Linked DNA regions of Sander lucioperca: region 1 is linked to region 2. Evidence: chromatin contacts called from public Hi-C data. All regions are on one chromosome and are shown on one strand. Each heading gives the region's core, a stretch centred on a gene start, on an enhancer-like site or on the middle of the called end of the contact. The rest is flanking DNA. Distances are from core to core; before and after follow the strand shown.

Evidence for each region. A called contact is a pair of places that touch in the nucleus more often than the background predicts.
Region 1: a Hi-C map of liver shows a contact between it and region 2, with 4 times the contacts expected there. The contact joins the promoter of foxp1b here to the promoter of zgc:113054 in region 2. A contact is called at or near these places in 2 of 2 Hi-C or Micro-C datasets (liver and muscle).

Annotation. Positions count from the first base shown.
Region 1 is chr6:41,364,163-41,368,603 of SLUC_FBN_1.2, reverse strand. It overlaps foxp1b (forkhead box protein P1-B), which reads left to right and starts at 1,405. Exons shown (of 20, transcript XM_036001752.1): 1 at 1,405-1,610.
Region 2 is chr6:41,097,218-41,101,789 of SLUC_FBN_1.2, reverse strand. zgc:113054 reads right to left here and starts at 1,607. Exons shown (of 11, transcript XM_031280028.2): 1 at 1,451-1,607; 2 at 475-664; 3 at 293-384; 4 at 1-188. The coding sequence starts at 1,466. eevs (2-epi-5-epi-valiolone synthase) reads left to right here and starts at 4,124. Exons shown (of 6, transcript XM_036002588.1): 1 at 4,124-4,394. The coding sequence starts at 4,252.

The DNA of each region.
Region 1 (4,441 bases), core at 156-2,655, 270 kb before region 2:
TCTCTTCAATTGTTATTGTATATTTCTTGTAAATTTGTAAATTCTATTTTATCGTTATACTGCATACTTAACAGTATTTTTTTTAATATTTCTTGCTGTCCTTTCTGTTTTTATTCTTTATAGGTTAAGTGAGTGTTGTACTTTGAGAGCAAAGATTAACCGGAGTCAAAATTCCTTGTTTGTTTACGAAAACCTGGACCAATAAATCTGATTCTGACTCAGATTCTGATTCTGACTGATCCTGGTCAGAGGGTGGCGCTCTCGACTAAGAAACAGACTTTCCTGAGCGGGTTGATGAGCAGCATTGCCCCCAGATGCAGACGTGATAAATGTAATGCCATTTACAGCTAAATGAGCTGTGCTTCTCAGACCTTGATCAAGGACAAAAAAACGACTTCAAATATTTTCTCTTGAGGTTAAATTAATGTTGCTTTACAATGAGTGTTAACTGGACTGTTGAGCTGGCCCATGATAATTCTCGTCTTCAGGGGTAAGTGACAGAGATTTTAATTACTGTCATCATGTTTTTGCTCTTCTTGTGACAGACAGACTGTTTAGGAGTCCACACAACTTTTCAACCACAAATATAAATAAATATGCTAAGCAGAGATTCTTAATAACTTTGTTGAAATTTACATGCAGGTAATGTCCCCCATTCAAAATGTTATGAAGAAATTGGCCCACATGCCAGAAAATATAACCACACCAAACCGAGAGAACCTGCACTCTTGTTATCTACACTGTCATTTTTAAAACCATAAAAACCACCTCCTTAAATAGTTAAAACTCCTCACAGTTGAGATTAAAACATATTTGATGATGATGTCAAAGCATTTCATTTTTCTGCAGTGAGGGTTGCGAACAGTTATGATGAACCTCGGATCCAAAAAAAAAAAGACAGGAGAATTTTCTGAAATAATAAGTTCATTCTGCCTCGGTTGTAATTAGTCAGCTTAGACATTTTAGCTTTTCTGACAGCCCCCCCTCTCTCCTGTCACACTTTCAGCTAAAACTAATGCATATCATTACATTTCCCCGTAGAAAGGACCCACTAAGTGCTGCTGAATTGTACTTGTGTGACTACGATGATGTTTCTGTGAAGGAACTGCGATGCAACGAACGTTGTTTACGAGCAGGTGGATATGACGTCACGGACTTGGACAGCAAAACAACAACATCCAAATCCGCGATTCTTCCTTTTTTTTTTTTCCTCCTTCTTTTCTCGGCGTGTTGAAATCTAATAACAACATTAAGAGAGGAGCTCGTGCCTATCTCTGCGAGGCAAAGTGGGAGGCAGCGAGTGTGAAAGTCCACATTTTGCTTCTTTCTTTTTTTTTTTTTTCTCGACGCCCTCGGTAAGATGATCTCTTTCTCCTTGTAGTTAAGTTAGTTAGTTATAGTCCCCCCCCCCCCACTACCTCCACCTCCACCACCACCTCGCCACCAACACCAGCGGGCGGAGTAATAGCCTATTTACGTGCGGTGTTTACGGTGTGATTTGTTCTCGCATGCGTTCTCGGTACACAAGCTCGCGTGCACGGTTTGAATACTAGCAAATCGGTACCCCTCCGCGTGCGCCTGTTAGCTGCTGTAAAGCGTTTTCCATTCTGGTAAGTTTCACTATTATGTTAACATTAGCTTTGCTGTATCGTATATATAGAGAAATGCTGCACTCAAACACACACGCACACACGGAGTTTGTCTCCGCGCTTTGCTGCTGTTTTCTGCAATGGTTACAATTAGCGAAATAAACAAATAAACAAACACCTGTATTATTAGCATGTAGGCTGCTTGGTAGCGCCGTTTAATGTCTCTGTAACAGGAGTGGTTTTGTTACTACGAGTGTTGTATCCTCCACTTTTTTGGAAAGTTGGGTTTCTAAACTTAGTTGAGGCTAACGTACGTTGCTCATGAGACCCCGGGGGAAATGCACCTTTTATAACCAGTTGGTTCTAAAGTGCTGGTTGATGATAGCCGGTTAACAGTTAATTACTAGCTACCTGTTACGGATACAGCCGTAAAAGTTGTTTAGTTTACACGGTGAAAGGGAAGTTTGAGTGCCGTGATTTCTTTTGAGTAACGTTAGGACCAGGGAGGGAGCTTTACCCCACGTGTTAGCAGTCCTCCAAACTCCGAAAGACCGGAGGAAGGCATTACAACTGCCCCGAAACTATTGCTATTATAACTGTAAGTTTTAGCTAACGGGCAGGTCAACTTTTATCTATTTATTTATGAGTATACACTACATTTAAAGCGGATATTCATCTCATAGTCAACTTTTCGTTAACACAAAGGATTTAAAGAGCAAAATCGTATTGATAGCTGTCACAACTGAAATTCACACCTCAACAAAAGTTAAAGTTTGTGACATGCTTTATTTAACTTTATTGCTCAAAGTTTAAACGGAGCGGTTTAGAGTCAGACATGGGGTGGATTAAAGTTTGACGTTTTCTTAACTGTAAATATAGGCTGAAGTTACAGAGCATTTTAATATCAACTGGGAAAAATAGACTTAGTTAAATTTAAAACTGACCTAATATTGCTATAGTGTATAAGTAGATTAACGTTATGTGGTATCCTAATGCACTGTACAAAGGAATGCACAAATTGTAAAAATACATTCAAAGCAGTCAATTTTAGATTTATTCTATTTAAATTAATATTTTATTACAGGTGTATTACAGACAAATGGACATCGCTAACAGGTATGATAATGAATTTTACTGTGCAGTTTTTATATATATATATATATATATATATATATATATAGGGCCTACATACAGTATTATAAGCACATGTCTTGTGTAATTAATCCATGTTGATTCATTAGTAATTTGTAAAGTCAGACAGAATTAGTATCCTCAACAAAATTTTATATATATATATATATATATATATATATATATATATATATATATATATATATATAAAGATACAAAGTAAGTATTGAGAGTGAACTGCATACATACAATAATTAAATATTAGCCTAATATATTTTACAGTAAGTCTGCAGCTGGCAACAGCAGGACTAAAACCATCTGAAAATTTACGAAAGGGAAACTGCAGCTTTAACAACTATTGCTGGCAGGGCTCCCTCCTTCTTGGTCTTTGGATTAGTCATTGTCTGAGGGAGAAAAAAAAAAAAAAAAAACACCTTTTTGTAGGAGAAGTAAAGTAAACAGCCTCCAACAAGCGAACCTTGACAACCCAGATTAAGGAAAACATTGGAGATCAAACAGTGCTGCTGCTGGGCTGTTGTCATGAGCTGCCTGAGAGAGAGCTGCAGACTATTTGAACAGGCACTGGGGTTTGTGTGCTCACTTATGCAGAAATGGACCTTCCCAAATGCTGACCTAGGTTTTAAAACACAGGATGAACTTTTTAGGATGAACTTTTTTTTGTGTGCAACTTTTCTAAGCCTGCTGTTTGACACGGCTGTTGCACACAGACATTTAGCCTTCTGCTGTTTCTGATGGGAACACTGTCCCCTACGTCTGCTTCTACAAACTAGAATGGCTGTACTTTCCGTGCTCCATACTACAAGTGAATAAATTGAGTTGGGGTAAAAAAGCTTGAAATTTGAGGAAGTGCAGCTGTATAGTAATGACGCAAGATGCTTAACGCACCAATCTGTGATTTTGTATTATTTGGAAAGCACTTGTTTCTAGTTTGGCCTCTTCAGGCTGGGGCTAAGGCTATTCTTTGTAGAGAGTTGAGGTTCAACTGGTAAGAAAGTAATCAGTCACTCATGCATTCAGTGTGAGGACTCCAATTCCCGAGTGGAGCGGCCCTCTCTTTCATCTGACGGCTCAGTATTTGTGAACACGTTGTGCTGGGTACGGAGGGGCTGAAAAACTGACTGTGCACCCTTGCTTGCAGCTGAATGATAAGGAGTTATTTCTGGTCCAGTGTGGGAATAAGGTTCTGTATTTGCTGTATTGTTTCTTTCAGATTTATTTGCCGGCTTCACCCCTCATTTGATTTTTAGATACAAGACGCCCTCAAACCAGTTGCTTGAAACACTTTTGCACAAAGCAAGACAAGTGACAGATGAATAAAGGGAATGTTCTGGTAAATGAATTTGTCATGTGATTTTTGCATGTTTGATTCACACAACACAAAAGAGGAAAAGCACTAGCAATAGGACTATGAGGGCAGCACGCTCATTAGTGCTCCATTACATGAATGGAAATGATAACAAAGGAAAGCAGAACAATATTTCCAGGGTAAAGGTTAGTGTGTCCCGGCCCCTGTGGTGTGCCCAGGCAGATGGTTGTCCATGCCAGGGAAGGCTATTGGTCGGAGAGTGGACAGCCTCAGGTGTGCTCTGTGCAGCTCCTCCGTCTCTATGGAGACTGCAAAATGCTCAGGACGGCCATTAACTCATGCAGCCATTAATTACTGTCTTCTACTGTCATCTGTCCTTAATAAAGGCAGGGAT
Region 2 (4,572 bases), core at 358-2,857:
GCCATGTGGAGACGTGTCAAAAATGGGTTGAGCAAAGTCTTTGAGGTATGGCTCTAACTCACAGGCAACTAAGCAGCCGTCCTCAGGAAGACCTTCAGCCATGGACAGTGCACTGTAGCCGGTAAACATCCCAATCTCTAGAACCCTCTTAGCTTGACTTATGTGGATCAGCATCTTCAGGGTCTGGCCTGCCAAAAAAAAATTAAAAAAACACCCAAGAGCAAGTTATGGCAATATGGTAAACCAGTGAATAAAATGGCAATGAGCAGTACACATGTAAATGTCCTTCAACCTTCGACATGTCCAGTGATGCACTCCTTGGGAAGCTGGAACATAGTTTTGCCCTCCTTGTGCACTTGTTTCCAGTCATGGGAAATTGTTTTTCTACAAGTATGAATGAAAGTATTAACATATTTAACTCACACAGTAGTATTTTGCACTATAGATGATTATGTTTAGGAAACCAAGACATACCTATATAGCTCTGCTAGAGGTTCACTTTCCTGTGTGGTCATTAGCTCCAGGTAGTCATCCAGACCGCTGGCTATGTCCAGAGCCTTCTGCAACTGACATGTCAGCTCCTCTGGCACATTGCCACTCGTTGCAGCTATCTCCTTGGCTTTTTTTAGGAGCTCCACAAGGACTTCCACTGGGGTGTCAGGAACTGGGGGAATAACAATGTAATTTTAGTTTAGTAATCAACTTAATTTTCTACTGCTCTTTGCTGCTACAGACTATATGATGTAGGGCTGCAACTATAAATGATGTTCATTATCTAGTTATCTGCCCGTTATTTTCTCAATTATTTGATGAATTGTGATCTCCACACAAAGAAAATCAGCAAAACCATGTAATTAATAGCTGGAATATGAATTTGTTATAAAAAAAATGTTGCCAAATAATTTGATTAATTGACTAATAGATTGACTGAGTAGTATTATCAGCCCTAATGATTCAACATCTGTGTTACTTCAAAAGAAAGAAGTTTACCTACATTATTCCAAAAGCATGTTCAAATGGTTTGAATAGAGCTCATAAATAAGACGCCCACTTATACGTAATCACACACACACACACACACACACACACACACACACACACACACACACACACACACACACACACACACACACACACACAAACACACACTCACTCACTCACACACACTCACTCACACACACACACACACAGGGCTATGTATGATGTACTTTTTACATTATTGTAGCCTATGCATTTTTCTTAGCGTAACAACTTATGACTTCTTATGACCACGATCTAAACAGGCTTATGGCTGCAGCTGGCTACATTCGGTCTGATAAGGGACGCGCAGATACATAGGCAACTGCACTCCAGTGGAGTTTGGTTCCTAAAGTAATTAAACGTGTAAGTCCTAGTGATATTTACCGTACTTTGATCCTGACACAATGCCAAAAATAAGTATTTTTCTTACCTTTTTCGGCTGGCATGGTGCGCGGTTGGTTTATGGGCGTGACGATTTCTGCAGCCACAGCGGAAGTCTATCTGCCAACGTGGTAAGGGACTTCTGTTATATCACAACAACTATGCAAATTGTTGAGTGAGGGGAGGGACTGATAGCTTGCACTCTAGGCGAGTGCCGTAAAGGGACGTTCGTGTTGGAGACAGACATTCACAGACTCTCAGAAAAACGTCTCATGCGGACCACAGTAATGTTACCAAATAGGGTTTCCTAGTTCATTCATATCTATTGGCCATTGTTACTAGTTTACCCAGGCTACATTGTTATTGAAACAATACAAAAAAATACAAAAATAGACAGCGGACCCGGGCTGCTTCTGATCAGTTCTGTAACCAACTGTTAGGTCCGCCTAGCTTGGTTTCATAAGAAAATCAGCAACGCACACGGTGCATCCAGTTAAACACCAGCCAAATGCTTTATTAACATATTAACCTCCCTCTCTTTCACTTCTTTCCCGGGGCACTGTGCCCCCTTTCTCCTACGGCGACCTGAGGGATCACTCAACAGGGACTTTAACGTGAAATCGGGTTAGAGAGTGCTTGAAAAGACTGGGACACGTAAAGGCGCTGACACACCAACCCGATTATCGGCCGTCGGACAGTCTGGCGAGGTCAGTGACTCGAGTCTGTTTGGTGTGTTCCATGCCGTCTCAGTCAGAGGAGCCGTCGGCCTTCATTTGGACCGATTTGACATGTTGAATCGGAAGGCGGGCAGTCGGACTCAATGACCAATCTGATTGGTGGAGTGCTAACCCGGAAATGACAAGCGGGATGAGCGTGACTGAGAATGAGTCTCTCAAAATCTGACGAAAATCTTTTAAACTGACCTTTGTCGATCTGAAATGAAGACAGATTCAGCAACTGCACGGCCTATTTCTCGCTTAAAATGTTTTGAATAAACTGAATTTATATTAAATAAAAATGATTGACAGCCAACAACACGTTCTAAGTGAAATAAATAAATTAATACAATGCCACTTTGCCCTTATATTGCACTAGAATAACTAATTATTGCACTTGAATGTAATGATGCACTATAGAACGTAATTTCCCTACTTATTACCGAAAGATATGCATATTTATTAATATCACAACTACGTTGACATTTGTCAGCTTAAAAACGTATGGAACACATGTTAGCGCCATTACTTATTTGCACTTCCAGTAATAATAATAATAGCCTATTGTTTATATAGCACTTTCCATTTAAACATGTTACAAAGTGCTTCACAAGACAATACTTAAATCAAATAAATACATGCACAACATTACCTTTAATATGGAGTCGTGTTTCTGTATAGTAAGAAAATGGCTCCTTACAGCAGGATGGAAAACCAAAAAATGATCCAAAATAGACTAAAATGCAACACAGAGCTGATGGATAGTCAGGGGCTAACTCTGTGGGTTTGTCACTGTTAGCGAGCCATTTCACATTACACACACTCCTTTGATCTATTGTAAAAATGTATTGAATAGTGAAACTTTAGCTGGATAGCTGTAGGGCTGCAACTATACATGATGTCTATTATCTAATGATCTGCCAGTTCTTTTTTTTTCAATTATTCAATGAATTATTTGGTCTATAAAAATACCGATAAGTTTCCTAAAACCAAAACGTGACGTTTTCAAATTGCAAATATATCATTTATCTCCACACAAAGAAAATCAGAAAAACCATGTGATAGCTGGAAACATAACATATGCTACATTGCCCTTCCAGTAATAATAATACATTTGTTTATATAGCACTTTTCAATCAAAACATGTTAGAAAGTGCTTTACAAGACAATACTAAAATCAAATAAATACATGAGTAACATAAGCCTTAATGTGGAGTCGTGTTTCTGTATCGTTTATAGAATATGGCTCCTTACAGGCAGAATGTAAAACCAAAAAATGATCCAAAATGCTAGATAGAGCTGGTAAACAACAGTCAGGTGCAAACTGTTGCTTTGTCACTATGAGCGACCCATTTCACATTACACACAGTCCTTTGATCTATTGTTGTCTATAGCTTAAGTTGTGCCAAAGAACCCTACTGTTGTGAAAAAAATCATCAAAAAGCACATAGAAATGACTGATCCCACTGCAGAAACCTTAACTACAGCTAAGCAAATGTTAGAGCAACAGGTCCATCCAGTTACGCTGAGTTGTGTTGTAAACTATAAGACCAATGTTCATACAATTCAAATAAAGCTATTTTTTAAGGAATTTAAGGGTAACATCATAATTTTATGACAGTCAAATGAATTAAATTGAGATATTGACACAGTGTTTCATCAAAACTTGTACGTATTGTTCTAATAACACAAATTCAACTACAACTGCCCTGTCAAATCAGCAACATACACTCTGTGGCAGTGAAAACTTGTGTGGATCAATGGGTCTCCTTTCTCCAAATTCAAGTAAAAGACTTTTCCCTCTATGTAAATGTAATATGCAAAAAAGACCATGACCATGAGCACATGTATCTTCATTTGATGATTTACATGTCATAAAACTAAGTACTACCATGCATTGGTGCACACAAAGTGGTATTTGTCAGGCAATACATGTTATACCTCAGTTATACAAAACTTATAAAAGGGGCATTACGTGACAGCTTATGAAACATATAAATTGCTCCTCCCACAGGCAAAGGCCAGCCTCTAAATGCTATAGGCTTTTTAAAGAGACTTCTGATGGGATTCTTCTTAGGACTTTGACTAGTTCTGTCCACTCCTGTAACGTAGGCCTACACTTATCACAACGATAATGGGAAAGGTTCATCTGGAGGATGATGATACAAAAGAACTGAAAACTGAGTTTAGTTTAGTAAAGGTCAAAGGTACCTGGAAGCGCAAACAGGGAAAGAAGGTGACCAAGGAAACAGCTGACTGTGTCTCTGCTGCAAAAATGTGAGTAACCTATAACATAAGCTATGTTCTTTATCACAAGTAGCCAATGATATATGTGTTTAGACTTGTTTATGCAAAATGTGACCGTTCTTCTATTTCTGACTCTCTTCTTAGTATATTTTATTTAGCCTATTATTATTTTTTAAGTTAAGTTTTGATCATTATGCTGTTCCATAAT